Linked DNA regions of Mus musculus: region 2 is linked to region 1. The links are chromatin contacts, called in public promoter capture Hi-C maps. All regions are on one chromosome and are shown on one strand. Each heading gives the region's core, a stretch centred on a gene start, on an enhancer-like site or on the middle of the called end of the contact. The rest is flanking DNA. Distances are from core to core; before and after follow the strand shown. Region 1 holds the start of Irak4 (interleukin-1 receptor-associated kinase 4). Region 2 holds the start of Slc38a2 (solute carrier family 38, member 2).

The links. Promoter capture Hi-C pulls out the DNA fragments that hold promoters and counts their contacts.
Region 2: a contact with region 1 is called in a promoter capture Hi-C map of pre-B cells, with 2.9 times the contacts expected there. The contact joins the promoter of Slc38a2 here to the promoter of Irak4 in region 1. A contact is called at or near these places in 1 of 39 promoter capture datasets (pre-B cells) and 1 of 484 Hi-C or Micro-C datasets (the G1E-ER4 cell line).

Annotation. Positions count from the first base shown.
Region 1 is chr15:94,542,247-94,545,005 of GRCm38.p6, forward strand. It overlaps Irak4 (interleukin-1 receptor-associated kinase 4), which reads left to right and starts at 1,414. Exons shown (of 12, transcript NM_029926.5): 1 at 1,414-1,580. It overlaps Pus7l (pseudouridylate synthase 7-like), which reads right to left and starts at 1,261. Exons shown (of 9, transcript NM_172437.3): 1 at 1,214-1,261.
Region 2 is chr15:96,698,418-96,701,270 of GRCm38.p6, forward strand. Slc38a2 (solute carrier family 38, member 2) reads right to left here and starts at 1,311. Exons shown (of 16, transcript NM_175121.4): 1 at 991-1,311; 2 at 198-400. The coding sequence starts at 313.

The sequences.
Region 1 (2,759 bases), core at 164-2,663:
TCGGATAAGTCAGTCCTGGTCCCTCATCTTGTTCTAAATTCTCTACAGGAAAGATACAAACATCTCAAGCTAATGAAAGGGAATTTCTACCAAGTCACTGGCATAGAAGAAAAGAAAGTCTCATGGTGTTTTCTTGGAGCAGCGGCCCAAGGCCAATTCTATAGGGAATGAATCACAGTCCTCACACAATCTACTCTCTCCACGACACACGGAGCCCTGAGAGAGCAGCTTCACTGCCTAGCTCTTGTATTTCCCAGACTTTACAAGTAATTGATCATCTACATCCTCAGACATTTTCACCCACCAATAATCTAATCTATAGGATTCATCTATAAGCTTTAGGAACCTGTTTTCTTTTCTTTCACACACACACAAAGAAAAAAACTGATTTAATTTCCTGTATAGCATGACTAGCTAATGTGTTCATTATTTACTGTCCATCTTCTTCAACTTAAAGTGTCAGTTCCACATGAGCCAGAATTCTGACTAGCCCATATTCAGAACAGCACCAAGGACATAGTAGGTCTGCAGTAGATACTAGTTGAACAGATACAAGTAGAACACAGTAAGAGCGTTAATGGTGACAAGAAAGAAAGAAGTGTTAACTTTTGTCTATGATAATCAGGAATGGTATATAATAAACTGCTACTTGACTTTGGAAATAGTTCAAGAGACAGAAGCGGGGTAGAAATACCACGTGCAAGTACAATCAAGACGGGCACTGGGGGGGGGGGGGGGAAGGGGGAAGCCCTGACACAGAGCAGAGGGGATAGGGAGAATACAGCTGAAGTAATGCTGACAAGGAAAGATAGTGAACACCCTGTCAAAGGTTGGCATCTGCCCCCGTGGAGTTGTTTCTAATGGCAGATGGAAATCAGCAGTCAGCTCTGACCAAGTCCACAGGGGTCCTCGGAACCCTAGGGATTGTTGGAAAAGAAAGACCATAGGACGGCTTTCCAGGCTACACGTGGGGACAGTGCAGCACGAAGGCATGGCAGTCAAGCAGCTAGTCAAGAGGCGGGCAGACAGGGCACGTGGGGGCGAGGGTGGCAAGAGCTCCTCCTCCGCTCCGCGGGGCGAGCCGAGGCTGCAGAGGGACTCCCACCCCAACCCCACCCCGCTCCCTGGGCGCCGCCACCACGCCTCCCTCCCCGGTCCAGCAGTCTTGGATCCACCGGTGACCCGGCATCCTAATAGACTCTGTGAGCTCTACCTCGCTTCCGTGAGAAAGTGGTCCGCCGAGTGACACAGTGCGCATGCCCAGAAGCCTTTCCGCCGCCTAGCCTCTTACAGGGACATTTAAAGGGACAGGCTCCGGTTGGTGTAGCTCTTCCCTGGGTGGAGCTCGGGGAGGGAAAGGCGTGGCCTTCCGGATTGGCTCCGCCCCTATACTCTCACCCTTAGCTGACCTGCCCTCCCTGTCCCACAGGGGGATATGATGCCCCGGTGACCCGCAGCATCCCGATCGCAGGCAGTCTGAAGTCGCCTGGTGGTCCTGCGTCCTCCACCCCCGAGTCCTCGCCGGACCGTGGCGGGACGCCGATCGCCTTGTCCAGGAAGCGAGGGACGTCCGAGAGGAAGTAGGTTGTATGAGGAAGGCTGATCTCAAGCCACGATCTCTCCGCTGTCCTCTGTCCCGGGCCGGGTTGGTGATCAGTCGCTTCGCTCCAGAACCAGGAAATGGGCGCACTCGGGCAGAGGAGGCTTGGGGAGCCCCGCAGCCTCTGTGCGCTGCTCTGCCGCCGGAGTGTCTCGCTTGCTCGCTATGGGGAGCATAGGAAGCTAGCTGTAGTCAGACAGTCCAACAGGTAGAGGGAGAGGTAAGCGCAAGACAGATTGGAAGCAAGAGAGGGGCAGGAAAAGCATTCCCAAGAGAGCAAGAAAGCACCATTAGCTTTCGGAATGGACACAGTGGCCCCAAAGCAGGAAATTTAAAAAAAAAAAAAAATCGATTTTTCCGTTTCTGGGAGTAATTCTTCAAGATGTATGCCAAAGAGCTCAGGGTTTTTTTTTTTAATTCTCCTATTTTCATGCTAAACATTTTTGCTTCCTACATGTTTCAAGACTGATCTGATCACTCCGGCCAAACTTGGGCCTCCCAGTCTTGTCTTTGTTGTGTTCCCTGTTCAAACAGAAACAAACAAAAAACAAACAAACAAAACAACTTAGGAGATGAATTCGCACTCTACAGTAGCACAGACTTCTGTTGACTGCACTGCAGACAACAACGGACTGAACCGCTGAGCCTGTAAGCCAGCCCCAATTGAATGCTGTCCTTTATAAGAATTGCCTTGGTCATGGTGTCTCTTCACAGCAATGGAAACCCTAACTGAGACAAGTCACCAACTGGGAACCAAGTACTCAAATGAGGGACGATGGAATCCCCTCCTGTTCAAACCACCGCAGGCAGCGTTTAACAGACTGCCAAATGCATTCTCAGCTTGCTACCTTCTTCCATCATTAGAATAAAACTCCCCTGTGTTCTTGCCTCCCTTTTCTCCCTATTCTTCCTAACGTTTTATTTTTCAGGCACCTGGATTAATATCTGTCACAGATAGGACATGTCTTGGTGAATGGATGACATTATACATTTTAGTATACCCAAAGCGTTTTAGTGGCCACTGAAGTATGTCAGTGTTTAGAAATTGTGGACATCTCTCGGCATCTCAAAGGTCTTTTGGCAGATGCATCAGGAACAAACGGGGCTGCTGTAGGGTGAGAGGCATTGGGACAGCTAGTGTAGAACATGGTTGTTTGGG
Region 2 (2,853 bases), core at 61-2,560, 2.2 Mb after region 1:
GTAACAACCGGGTAATTTAGCAGGCTACTCTCTCCGGGGCTGTGAGCCAGGGGAGACCGAGGCTTCGGGTGAGCCTTCTGGTTCCTGGGTGTGCGCGTTAGCCTGTAACCGATGAGCAATCCCTCCAGCCCCGAGGCACCCGTGTGTGCAAGCTGGCTTTTTTTTTTTAATTTGCAAAGCACATTTCTTTTTCCCACCTTTTCAGAGCAGCCTGCTTGGTGGGGTATGAGTAGTTGAAGTCACTGTTGGAGCTGTAACTGCTGCTGTCCTCATCCGGGGAGATGTTGAACCTTCCCATTTCGGTCTTCTTCATGCTGCTCGGGAGGGACGGACGGTGTGCGGCTCGCTCGCGGCGCGGGCTTCCTTTTGTCCTTGGCGGCGCACTGGCCCTCGAGGCTGCCTGCGAAGGTAGAAGGCGGCGCGTCAGGACTGCGGCGCGCGCCCGCCCGCCCCCCCCCCGTACCACGTGACGCCGCCGAGCGGCGCAGCGCGGCTGATTCATCCCCCGCCAGGCGAGTGGAAAAGTACCAGGCGAGCGAGGGGCGGGGGCGCGGCGAGGGGCGGAAAAGTACCGACGGCGGGGCCGCGAGAACAAAGATGCGCCCGCCGAGGCGCCCCTCCAGCCGCCCCGGCGCTGAGCCCGGTCCCCCTGCCCCAGCCGGGGCTTGTTTACAGGGCGCACGCCGAGCCTAGCCTCCGGCAAGCCGGGGACTGCCCCGGGTACCCGGTCACCCGCCCCTCCTCTACCCCGGGAGGAACTGATGCAATACCGAGGGGCGATTGATTGTCAAGCCCTCGCGCGGTTCGCCTTGCCCCACGCCCGGACCGGACGATTATTTTCGAGGCACAAGACCCGATTGCAAGCAGCCGAGCGGCCCGTGCGCGATTCCCCCTTCCCCCTAACGGGAGGCTGTGGCCGGGTGGCCGCAAGCCCCCGCTCCCGCCGCCGGCGCCGCCCGCGTCCCCGCCGCCGCCCCTCCCCCGCCTCACCTCGGTGCTCTCCCTGCGAGCTGGCCCACCTCACGGCAGCGTCTCCCGTGGGCTGTCTCGGTCACACACCAGAATTGTAAAACGAGGGAAAAAATGTAACAGTGACGGAGTCCTTTTCTTTTATTTTTTTTAATAAAAAATTTTTAAAATTTCCCCGTAATCCAACAACAGGCAGAAGAGGTGGATTTTTTTTTCCTCTTTAATTATTAAAGAAAAATGAAAAAAAAGAGCGGGGAATGGCGATCACGATCCTCCGGCGGAGATTGAGGGGTAGCGGCGCGGGCGACGGCGTGGCGCGGTGTGGAGCAGCTTCCCGAGCGCGAGTTATAGCGGCGGGGCGCCGCGTCAGTGGGCGGGGCGCGGGCGTTCGCCTTTGTGTATCAACAGCACCTGGGCTCCGCCTCCCTCCCGGTTGCCCCGCACCCCGAATCGGGGGGCCAGCCGCACCCCGCTTCCCCGCGGCTCGGGGCACTGCAGCCCCGTGGGTGGCCGCCACCCGCGGCTGCTGTAATTACGGAGCCGGATCCCTTAGATTCCCTCCCAGCCCGGTCTCCAACGCTGCGTTTCGGGGACGCAGCCGGCGAGTGTGCAGTACCCTACCCTCCCAGCCCCCCCCCCCATAACCATTCCCAGCCCGTGACTTAAGATTTGATTTACGTGAAGGGTTTTTTTTTTTTTTTTTCTCCCGCAGAACTTGGGCGGGCGCTGCCACGCTGCCCAGAGGGCCGGTTTGTGTTCTCGATCTTTCCACCTAGATGTGCTTTCACTCTCCAGTGCTAGCCTGGTGGTGAATGAGAGGCGGCTCGCAGTTGCGTGTCGGCATAGACTTTTGGGTTGCACGTGCCACAGCGTACTAGGGAGGGTTTGCGTTTGACCAGCAAGCCAGACACACCTTTAATAAAAGAACCTCGGGCTGGGTTCTTCCGAGGCCGCCCAGGGGCGCCCTGTTCCCTCTTGGTGGACACTTTCCCTCCTGCTACCACCCCACCCCTGGTGCTAGCGTCTCCCCGGGCTTCCAGCGAGAGCGCCCTCGTTGGAATGTAGGCCTGGAGCTTTCTCTACAGCCCAGATCCCTCGGTGGTGCTTTTGGTCTTGCAGAGCCGGGCGGCTCAGGGGGACCCCTAGACGAGAATATTCGGTGCTGCCGGAATGGCGAGGGCCCTTCCCTTTCGGTTGAACAAAGACCCCCGAGGAGAGCGAAATGCTGGTTGAATGAAAGAATAAACAAACGAGTTTGACCTGGTGCTCTCTTCCTTTGGGGGACGTGGGAGAGATTGGGCTGGGCATAGAGGAAAGGGTTGGGTGTGATCACACTTTTTTGCCTTCAATGTTTTCCTGAGGAAATCTGCAACACTGCCTATTTCCGTGGCACGAAAGTCTTGGGGTACCTTCAGCCCGTGTCAGTGTTCATGATTGACAGGGCAGGACCCTATTTCCCCTTTACACACTGTGTTCTTCATCCTAAACCTCTGGTCCGGTCAGCCATACTTAAACAATAGCCTTAGAATGAATGCTGCACGTCCCCTCGCCCCTCTCAAGGGCGGTGGTCACTCTAGACCTAAGGAGCCAGGAACGCCTTTTTTCGGCTTGCCTATAATTAATGCTCCCCTCCTCAGTCCTACTTTTGCAGTTCTGTTTTCTAAACCATGTGGTGTCCGGACTTCATAAACCTGTGCTGTCTTGCACAGTCCTCAGATTGTTCGAATTTGTTTGTAGTCTTGTATCGACAGTCTCCCCATGGAGACCGAACTCTCCTCAGAGGGGAGGTTAGGAATCTGACATATAATCGTAGCTAAAAAAGTCTTGATTACCTTACCCCGCCCCCCTCCCAACTGCACACCCTAGTAACATCGGATAAACTCC